Linked DNA regions of Ovis aries: all the other regions are linked to region 1. Evidence: chromatin contacts called from public Hi-C data. All regions are on one chromosome and are shown on one strand. Each heading gives the region's core, a stretch centred on a gene start, on an enhancer-like site or on the middle of the called end of the contact. The rest is flanking DNA. Distances are from core to core; before and after follow the strand shown.

Region 1 (3,312 bases), core at 407-2,906:
CTAGCTTTTAATTGAACGAGGGGCCTAACGCGAGAATTAGCAAAAGGAGAAAAAAAGCCTGGTTCAACGCCTCGCTTTAGGGTTTACAGGCTTTTCACTTCCGTGGAAAAAAAAAAAATCTTGGGCAGATAGATCCAAGAGGTGCCGATGGCCCACGATCATCACACATCCGAACCCTTCCGATCAAAAAAAAAAAAAAAAAAAACCTAAGTCTGAAGGGAAGAGAGTCCCCCTCCAAAAAAACGAGAGATTTAAAAGAGAAAAAGAGGCACACACGTCTTGCTGCGGTTCCGCCGCGGCTGAATAGCCCGCTTGTGAAATGCTAATGCCACTTCGGAGCAGTTAGTCACCAGCTATTGTGTGCGGCAGGAGAAAGCAATGCCGAGCGCGCGTGCAGAGCGAGCGCGCCCGCCTCCCTCGCGCCGCTCCCGCTCCCGCTCCCGCTCCCGCCGCCGCCGCCGCCTCGCGCGCGCCCCCGCGGCCGCACGGACGCGCGCGCCGGCCCCTCCTCCTCCGGCCTTGCACTGCACAACACTCATGACGTATCTTTATTTCTAGCACGTTAACAAAATATCGCAAATAAATCGTCGGCAGCCCCTGCGGCCCCGGGGTGCGGGTCCCCCCCGCCCCACTAGCCCCCTGCAAGTCCCCCGCGCCGCCCCTCCCCAACCCTCCCCGGGGGCCTCGGGAGCTTTCGGGTTCTGGGGCCAAGTTTTTGTCTCGGTTAAAAAAAAAAAAAAATTGCGGGAAATTCAATTTTTATTCGACTCGGGGAAAAGTTTCTTTGCTCCGCGACGTGAATGTCTCACCAGATTCTGGTAGGTCCTGGGATGCTCCTTGCCGGTCCAGTCGGTGCGCCGGGGCAGCAGCTGTGGGGTGCGGGGGGGGAAAGGACGCCCCGTGAGCCCGGCCCCCCGCGCCCCGGCCCGCCCGCGCCCCTCCCCCGCCCGCCCCGCGCCCCCGCCGGCGAGCCCCCCCACCCCCGAGCCCCGCGCGCCCCGGGCGCCCCGGCGGCGGCGGCCCAAGGGCGGTCGCGCGGCGCCACGCCGCCGCCGCCCTTACCTCCTTCTCGGCCACCTCGCGGATCAGCACCTGCAACAACAAAGCGGGGAGAGCTGAGCCCCCCGCGCCCCGGGCCGCGGCCCCGCCGCTCCCGCCGCCGCCGCCCTCCCCCACGCCGCGAGCGCCGAGCGCCGGCCCGGCCCGCGCCGCGCGCCGCCGTCTACCTGAGCCGCCTGCTGACAGGGTCCATCTTCCAGGAACCGGGCGATGAGGAAGTAGAGCTCTGCGCGGGAGAGAGAGGGACACGGGGGGGAGACACACACAGGCTGAGCGGCCGGGCGGCGGCGGCGGGGGGCGGGGGGCCGCGGGCGGGATCGCCCCCCGCCGCCGGCGGCCCCGGCGAGCCCCCCGACTTACCCGATCGCAGCTCCGAGAGGCCTTTCCTCTCACGAGACATGTTTATGGGTCACTTCGGGGCCGCCGGCGGGACGCCCCGCCGCCGAGGGGAAGCGGGGACGGGGCCGCCGCCTGCCCTATAGCTGTCAGTGTGTGTTCACGAGCCCGAACCTCGGCTCCACCATTCAAGCGACGGCGGCGGAGGCGGAGGAGGAGGAGGAGGAAACAACAACTCTCAGGCAAGCGGCTCCAGCCGCCCGCCCGCCCGCCTCCTCCGCCGCGGATCCCTCCGCCGCAGAAAGGAGTCCGCAGCCCTTCGCGGCCCCGGGCTCGGCCGGCCCGCAGCCCGCGCCCCCACCACCCCCCGGCCCAGAGGGGGGGGAAAAAGGAGTGCCTCCGACCCCCCGCCCCCCGCCTGCCCGCGGCCCCGGCGCCCCCCGCAACCCGGCGCGGCGAGACCCCAGCCCGCGGCTCCCGGGGCCGAAGGTGCGATTTATTTATTTATTTCCAGTCGAAGATGTCGGAGCCGGAGCCGCCGGTTGGCTGGAAGGCGCTTTCTCTGTGGAGGCCGATCGCGGGAGGGAGGGAGCGAGCGAGCGAGCAAGGGGGGCCGGGCACGGCTCCGCGGAGGAATCTGACGCACACGGAGCCGCAGCACAGGCTCTATTCAGCGGCCGCTGGCTGGGGCTGAGATGGAAGTTAGTTTCTCTGTAGCAGAAATAGGAAACAAATGAAGCAAAACTGCCCAAAGAGGGGAAATGCCCCGAGGACGGGTCTCGCTCTCACGCGCGCGCACAGACACTACACGCAGAGAGCACTCTCACGCTGGGCAAACTCGGGATCGCGCTACCCTGCCCGAGTTGAATGATAGTGTTTGGTTTCTGTCTCTTTGCCATGTGCATGTGTATAAATGCTGCGGATGGGCATCTGTGTAAGTCTTGTCCTGCGTTATTTCTGCAGCCTATGCAAAGTGTTGTGTAATTTATTGGAGTGCTGTATATTGCCATAGAGGTTTCAGGCGCTTTTTGTTAGAAGCGCTTGCGTTTGCGAGCCCGTTATTTGCTGTAGCCACCTCTGCATATCTTTTATTACTGCCATTGCCTTAAGCGTACGTTTTTAAAAAAAAAAAATTTTTTTTTTGTTATCTGGGCACAGCGAACTCCTGATCTGTACTTCAGAGACTCTTTTTCCTCTTACAAAAAGGCTGGTAATGGCTAATTAGGGATTTGGGATTGAAGAACCTTAAAGCTTTTTTAAGTGTTTACAAGAAGGAGTAATGCAAACCTGAGAGAAAGGCAAGAACGCTAATATTTATCTCTAACTGGTCTGGAGGTAACGTAGTGACAGATCGATAACCTAACCGAAGGATAATGAGAGAGTATAGAACACTTTAGTCGAGGTGATTGGTGATTAAATAATTTAAATTATCTGTGTATCTTGCAGTTGACTTCGTCACGCTAATTAATGGCTTCTAATTTGAGGTGTAAACCATTCCTGTTTACAGTTTCAAGGGGAAGACTTCTTGAAAACTGATGAAAAGAGAAAGAAAATTAATCTTTCGTAAATTAGTATGTAATTACCGGGTTTATATGCTAAATCATACGTCTGTCCTTTGCTGATGAGGATAAGGGCCTTGTTTTTTAAAAAACGAATATGGGTGAAATTAATAGAAACAATGGAAAAAGCCATTTGTTAGGCAACAAGGACACCAAGTGATATTTATCTCCAGATGATTTAAGCACTTTTTTAAAAGACTTGAGAGTTGATTTTTGTTTTTAAGGATTGCATTTTAAAGGGAATTAGCATAGTGGTTCTTTTGTTAACATTTAACAAAAGAGGCTCCCTAAAAAAAATTAGATAATAAACTGCATTTTATGGACCCGGTCTAAAAAGGTTATTTGTGGGGAAATGACC
Region 2 (3,236 bases), core at 697-3,196, 180 kb after region 1:
CTACATTTGTTAATAATTCCCAGAATGGAGATGATATCAACTCACTCTGGAACCCAGTTCTTGGTGACTCTACTAGAATTCCCAACCTCATCATTAAACCAAAGTTAAAATGCCGAAAATGGTGGCATCATTCTAACATCCTCATTGTAGTACTGGAAAAACCGTACTTTCATAATAATTACGTTTAACTAATAAATCTGAAATATTAGTACTCTTAATATGCCATTCATCTTCTCAGGCTGGGCGTTTCTTTGCATTTCAAATTCCTCTTCACTACCCATGAATGAGTAAATAAAGAGAACGAGTAAACAATGTCTGAAAGAAAGCCTTTACCTACAGCATCTAATTAAACCTTTGGTACTAGTTATTGGTATCTGAGATTCTTAGGTAATTCCTGTCTTATAGCCCCAGTTCAATCGCAATACCACCATCTCTCAAGGGGTTCTGAGGTTTAAATGCGACGTTAAATCAAACTCCGCCCACAGTATGAGGCATATAGTATGTGCACAATAAACTCTTTTTAAAAAACTTTTAATTATAATATTTCTTTTTCCAAATGGAGACAAGTTTCCATCAACTTCTAAATAAGGACAGATAAAAAGGCAAAAGCCTCTGTATTTTTAAAGCTGCAAGATTTTGAAAACAATGAGATCACTTACAAACACACATCATTCCACCATCTTTAACTGATATAGCAACATACTCTTTGCCCTTTTGCTTCCAATTTAATACCCTCACTGCTTAATACTGTTGGACACGCGAGGCCAGGCGGTGGGAGGGTGCAAAGTATTTTCTCAGCGACAGCCGCCACACTGCAGTTTCTCCTCGGGGTGGAAAAAAGCCTTCCCCTCCTTCCCTGGGACAATGATAAGTCGCAGCCGGACTCCGAGGGAAACGTGCGTCCCTGGTGCGAGTCACTTGGGTGTCCGGGGCCTGCGCGGAAGGGGACACATAATAGTCCTCCAGGAGGGACCCCAGGTCCCCCCTCCGCACCCAGGGGCGCGAGAGCACGCGAAGCCCGCCTTCCCGGACCGAGTGTGAGTTCGGGTCGCCGAATCGGACCCGGTGACCCCTGCCCTTTGCAAACACAGTTGCGCGCGCCCCCGGAGGCGTCCCATTCCTGCGCAGGGCCAACTCCGCGAGTCCCCGCCGCCAACTGCACGCAGGTCCAGCCGCCCTGCCCTGCCCGACACTGGAATGGGCACATACGGGTCTGCAGCGGGGGCGGCAGCGGGGTGAGCGCTCAGTTAAAACATGGCTTTCCCTCTCCCGTGGCCTGAGCGCCTTCGCGGCGCACCGGCGTGGGCACGGCCCACAAGGGAATAACCCCGACATCTGCCCGACTTACTGGATTCATTTTCGATCTCCCTCTGCGTGTTACTTGTTACCCCTCCCTTCCCCTCTGCCCTCCCCCCCCCCACCCCCGCCCCGCCCCCGGTCTCGCTGCTTTTTCCTGCACACTAACCTCAACCTGGCAGTTTTGGAAAGAGAAAACTCCCCTTCTGGAAGCGGGGGGGCGGGGGGGGTGTGCAAAGCGCTTTTGCTTCTTGTTCGAGGTAGAAACCATTCCGGCTAGAATGAGTTCGAAAAGAAGGGAAGTCGCGTCGCCGTAAAGAAAGTAACATCCAGAGATCGATGAAGACAGAGGGAGGGAGCAAGATTTGCAACAGGCACCTGAAAACAAGCCTGAAGGAGCAAAGAGAATCGCCGCCCCCGAGTTACTACCGAGTGCATTCCGCGCCATCCATAGCAATGGCAAGATTTGCTCTTCTCACAGTCTGAAGGCCTTTGAAATCTTTTCGGGTAAGACTTACCTTTCTCTTCGGCATAATGACTGTATTCGTGCAGCTTAAAAGTAAAGCAACGGGCTGGAACTACTGGCACCGCCGCTGGATGCTGCCGCCGCCGCAGCTGCTCACGCGCAGGTCTTGGCGTAGCCCGGCCTCCGGGACCTCAACCTCGGCGGCTCCCTCCAGGGGCCCTCTACTCGCTGGTCTCCCCGCTCCTCCAATGAGGAGCCCCGGCAGCCGGCCGCGAGGCCCCATTGGCTGCGGCAACGTTCTAAATTCCACGAGGGCACGCCCACCTCCGCGCGCACGGTACGCGCTGTTGTAGTTTCCACTTCACCGAAAAATCTGCCTGGCGACTGAGCATGCCCAGTTCAACTAGTAACCCCCGCAAGCCACGGGATCCTGGAGTTTCATTGTTTTGTTGCTCCGTATTTGGATAGTTATCAGTAGGACGTGTGGGCCTTCATAAGAAGGAAAAAGAGTAAGGATGGACACATTAACTTTATAAGGTAAATGTATACGCAGCAAGCATTTTATGTTTCCTGTAAAAGCTTGTAATGAGTGCTATGTGGTGCAGAGCTTTGAAAGTGGGAAGGTACTCTGTTCTGAGACAGTCTGGCAGTCTCTAAGGGTCTCAGTTTCCCCTTCTAGATTTCTAGGGACAGTAAACTCTAAACCTGCTAAGGAATAATTTCCTAAAATCTGATTTCATATCTTTTACTAATTCAGTCACCAGCAAACTAGGCTTGAAGGTGAATAGGGTGTGTTTACTATGGAAGTTCGGAGAAGGCAATGGCACCCCACTCAGTACTCTTGCCTGGAAAATCCCATAGACGGAGGAGCCTGGTAGGCTACAGTCCATGGGGTCGCTAGGAGTCGGACAGGACTGAGGACTTCACTTTCACTTTTCACTTTCATGCATTGAAGAAGGAAATGGCAACCCACTCCAGTGTTCTTGCCTGGAGAATCCCAGGGACGGGGGAGCCTGGTGGGCTGCCGTCTGTGGGGTCGCACAGAGTCGGACACGACTGAAGCGACTTAGCAGCAGCAGCAGCAGCACTATGGAAATTAGAAAAGACTGAACAAGGTCAGATAGGATTATTTTATTTTTTGGAACATATTTAAATGACAATTCAAATATGCACAATTTAATGTTTCTCAAAGTTCTGCAAGGCATTCAATAGGCATTGGATGCCTGGATTAAATATAAATATAAAATATATAAAATAAAATATAAAGTATTTTAATATAAAATAAACACTCTGGATTTATTTTATGAAATCATTCTTACTCTGATACCTGATACCATAACCAGTGATAAAACCTCAAAAGTAGAACTAGAGATCACTTTCCTTCATAAACACAGACATGAAATCTTGAATAATATTTTAGTAAATTAACTGTAAATGAAATGTAAATTTTAAAAATTGTGAATCACCTTTGTGT
Region 3 (3,390 bases), core at 383-2,882, 180 kb before region 1:
TTAAGACTATTAGCTTTTTATACAAACATTTTTTCCCAATTTATTTGCCCCTCACCTTTTTGTTTTGTTTCACATACTGACATTCTTTTAGTGTAATCAAATTTGTCAGGCCTTTCCTTATGGTTGCTGCATTTGAAATCATGCCTAGAAAGTCCTTCTCATTCCTATATTTATATTTACCCACTCTCTCTTCTCTTTTTATTTTTTGCCTCATCTGGATTTTATTTTTAGTGCATGTTAAGATACAGATCAATACTTTTTTCACATAGCCAACCAATTATCCCTGTACCATTTTCCCAGGTATTTGAAACTTACTTTTATCATACCCTAAATATTTATATGCACTTAAAACTCCTATTGCTTTTTACCTATGATGTTCATTCATTCAATGGTTCGCCTTGAAGATTATATTTTTCCACATTTATCATTAAACAAAAAGAATTCTCCACAAGATTCAAGAAACATTATTTTTGGTGATAAATTATTTAAAAACATAGTAGAAAGGTTTTTAAAATTAAAATACTAACATATAATTGCTTTTATCTAACAATATACATCAAAATAAATATATACAAAACTATCCATGAACCAATGAAGGGGCTGCGGGTACTGTCTGATTTAGTTGAATCATCTTACTCATCAAAAATAAAAGAATAATGATAGAGAAGAAACTACCTGAGGATTGTCGGTTGGCTTTTTCAGGCTCCTTTCAAGAGAATAGTTGTCTTTAAAAAAAAATTATCAAAAAAAAATATTTTTCCTCTGGGACAGGGCTATTTTTATACATCATTATTATTGGTAGGAAGAAAATCTACTTAATGCGGGTCACTAGGTTAAAGATTGTGATATTTTTCAAGCAAAGGGTAAAGATAAGAACTAAGTAGTGTAAGGTTTTGCCATGTCGCTGTTGAATGTGCTTTGATACCACTAGAGTTTGTCTTGTCCTTATTCAAGGCCAGAACCATTCCAGGAATTTTAGAGAAAATTCAAGAGATTTGAAAAGCATGGCAAAGCTTTAGCTATTATCATTATCCATTATTTTCTGCTTTCCATATGGCAATTACTTTATGATCACATTGCAAACGTGGAACGTATTATCAACACGGCTTTAGAGGCGATGAAACTGAGATTCTAGGAATCATAAACTTCTATGATCAAACTGGTAAAGTTCAAGCCAACACAAATTTCTGGCGCTCTACGGTGCCGTGGGGTCCACTGCGCAAGTGGAATAGTAAAGTTAGACAAAAGTAAAGACAAAATTGGGACAATCGGAGACCCACGGCAGATTAAGAATAAAAAGAGCCGTTCCGGCCTCTGAGGAAACTTCCGAGGGATGCACGGCGCGTCGCCGGCCGAGGCAGACGGACGGCGTAGAAAGGGGAGCTCACTGAGAGGGTGGTCGCATAGAAACCTCCCTCAGGTTTTCCAAGGCCACCAGGTAAGCAAGTTAAAAACCACAGCGCCGCGCTCAGCCAACAACTCGTAAAGGAGACGCGGCAAAAGCCTCCGCACAGCGTAGCTCCCGTCCTCCACAGCGGCTCCCGGACCGCCAAGCCCATCCCGATATCCTTTGCGCCGCGCCGCGCCAGCCTTGAGGCCTTGGACCCCTTCGGCCGCCGTCGGCTCTGAGTTGCTACGGACAACCAAGCTGCCATCGCTATGTCGTTGCAACAGACCCCTCAGTCGCGGGTGTTCGTGGAACTGCTTCCCTGGGCTGACCGAGGCCGGGAGAACTATCTGCTCTCGGGTGGAGAGACGCTGCCCGGCCTCCGCCGCCCTCTCTCCTCAGCGCCGGCCCAAACCCCCTCCCGCGAGGTGCATGTCAGCGGCACCGCGGAGGTGTCTGCGAGCCCGGACCGGGCGCAGGTGGTCGTGCGGGTGAGCAGCACCAAGGAGGCGGCGGCCGAGGCCAAGAAGAGCGTTTGCCGCCGCCTGGACTACATCACGCAGAGCCTCCGGCAGCAGGGCGTGCAGGTGAGAGCTCCGCCGGCCAGGAGCTTCCCGCCCGACCGCGGAAAGGCGGCGGCGGAGGGTAGGGGCGGGGAGGGTTTTGAGCGTCTAGGACACCTTTGTGTCATCGGCGGCGTGAGGGGCCGCGAGGACCTGGCTGAGTGTGTATCTCTGGTCCATCCTGCTCAGTTCAGTTCAGTCGCTCGGTCGTGTCCGACTCAGCGACCCCATGAACTGCGGCACGCCAGGCCTCCCTGTCCATCACCAACTCCCGGAGTTTCCTCAAACTCGTGTCCATCGAGTCGGTGATGCCATCCAGCCATCTCATCCTCTGTCGTCCCCTTCTCCCCTCGCCTTCAATCTTTCCCAGCCTATCCTTCTAGGGGAAAGTAATTATCACCCGCAGTGACTTGTAAAACAAAAGAATTAAAATTGAGTGGGGTTTTATTTGGTATCACTTGTTGCAGTATTTTGTTTTTAACCTTGAAATGACGAACTGTTAAGCTTGAAACAATAAGATGTAAATGCTTGCATAAGTAATGTGCTAGACATGGTCTCATTTTTTTGTTTTTATTCTGCACCCCTCCTCCCAGCCGGGGAAAGCTTTACATGAAAGTGAGTCTTTGGTATTTTTCGCAAAAAGTAATGTGAGGCTGGGGCGAGATAGGGGGAATATTGTACCCATTTTCGTTTTATAAAGACTCAAAATTTTCTCCGAATTGTTTAGTTTTAGCTTAAAAAAGAAAATTAAGCCATTGTATTGTACATGCCACATATATGAAATACCTCTTCTTACCAGAGATGTTCCTGAAACAAATCCCTAAATAAATCTTGCCCTAAGCCCACTTTAAAAAAAAAAATGAATGAGTCTTATTTAATTCGTGCAATACCCCTGTTAAGCAGGTTTTAATATCCCCACTTTCCAGATTTAAGGAGGTTAAATAACACTCAGGGTTATATTTGAACTCCTGTATTCTCAAAACCAAAATCTAGGTTTCTTTCAACTAGCCTAGGCTCCAGATAATTAGAATGAAAGAGAATAAGAAAGCACAGACTTCATAGGCTGTCTCAGATCCCTCATATTACAGAGTAGCCTGAAGGCCAGAGCCGTGATTTGTGTCCCCCCAACACTGAGTTCTTAAAAATGCTCTTGTTAGAAATGACACACCCTGAAAAAGCAAGTCTTTATTTTAAGGAGAAGTTTTATTTGTACTTATAAACATAGATTGCATTTATAAGCATAGATTTATTTTAAAAGTCATATTGGAAAGATGCCTCTAAATGATTTACAGTTTAGAAGGATCTGCTGCTAATTATAAATTATGTGAATAAAATGAATTTAATATATAGAAATATATTTTCTCCCCAAAACTGCTGCCAGTGTTGCAGACGTATTTGAATAATATAACTAATTCTTAAGTTTTTGCTTAAAATGTATAT

The links. A called contact is a pair of places that touch in the nucleus more often than the background predicts.
Region 2: a contact with region 1 is called in a Hi-C map of hypothalamus, with 3 times the contacts expected there. The contact joins the promoter of HMGN3 here to the promoter of PHIP in region 1. A contact is called at or near these places in 4 of 16 Hi-C or Micro-C datasets (blood, hypothalamus, muscle and 1 more).
Region 3: a Hi-C map of tail adipose tissue shows a contact between it and region 1, with 2.0 times the contacts expected there. The contact joins the promoter of IRAK1BP1 here to the promoter of PHIP in region 1. A contact is called at or near these places in 4 of 16 Hi-C or Micro-C datasets (hypothalamus, skin fibroblasts and tail adipose tissue).

Annotation. Positions count from the first base shown.
Region 1 is chr8:5,934,934-5,938,245 of ARS-UI_Ramb_v3.0, forward strand. PHIP (pleckstrin homology domain interacting protein) reads right to left here and starts at 1,657. Exons shown (of 40, transcript XM_060419190.1): 1 at 1,420-1,657; 2 at 1,227-1,285; 3 at 1,063-1,092; 4 at 810-869. The coding sequence starts at 1,459.
Region 2 is chr8:6,112,254-6,115,489 of ARS-UI_Ramb_v3.0, forward strand. HMGN3 (high mobility group nucleosomal binding domain 3) reads right to left here and starts at 1,947. Exons shown (of 7, transcript XM_042253160.1): 1 at 1,815-1,947. The coding sequence starts at 1,829. It overlaps LOC121820140 (a long non-coding RNA gene), which reads left to right and starts at 1,117. Exons shown (of 3, transcript XR_006060562.2): 1 at 1,117-1,235; 2 at 1,561-2,299.
Region 3 is chr8:5,752,489-5,755,878 of ARS-UI_Ramb_v3.0, forward strand. IRAK1BP1 (interleukin 1 receptor associated kinase 1 binding protein 1) reads left to right here and starts at 1,633. Exons shown (of 4, transcript XM_004011114.6): 1 at 1,633-1,974. The coding sequence starts at 1,660.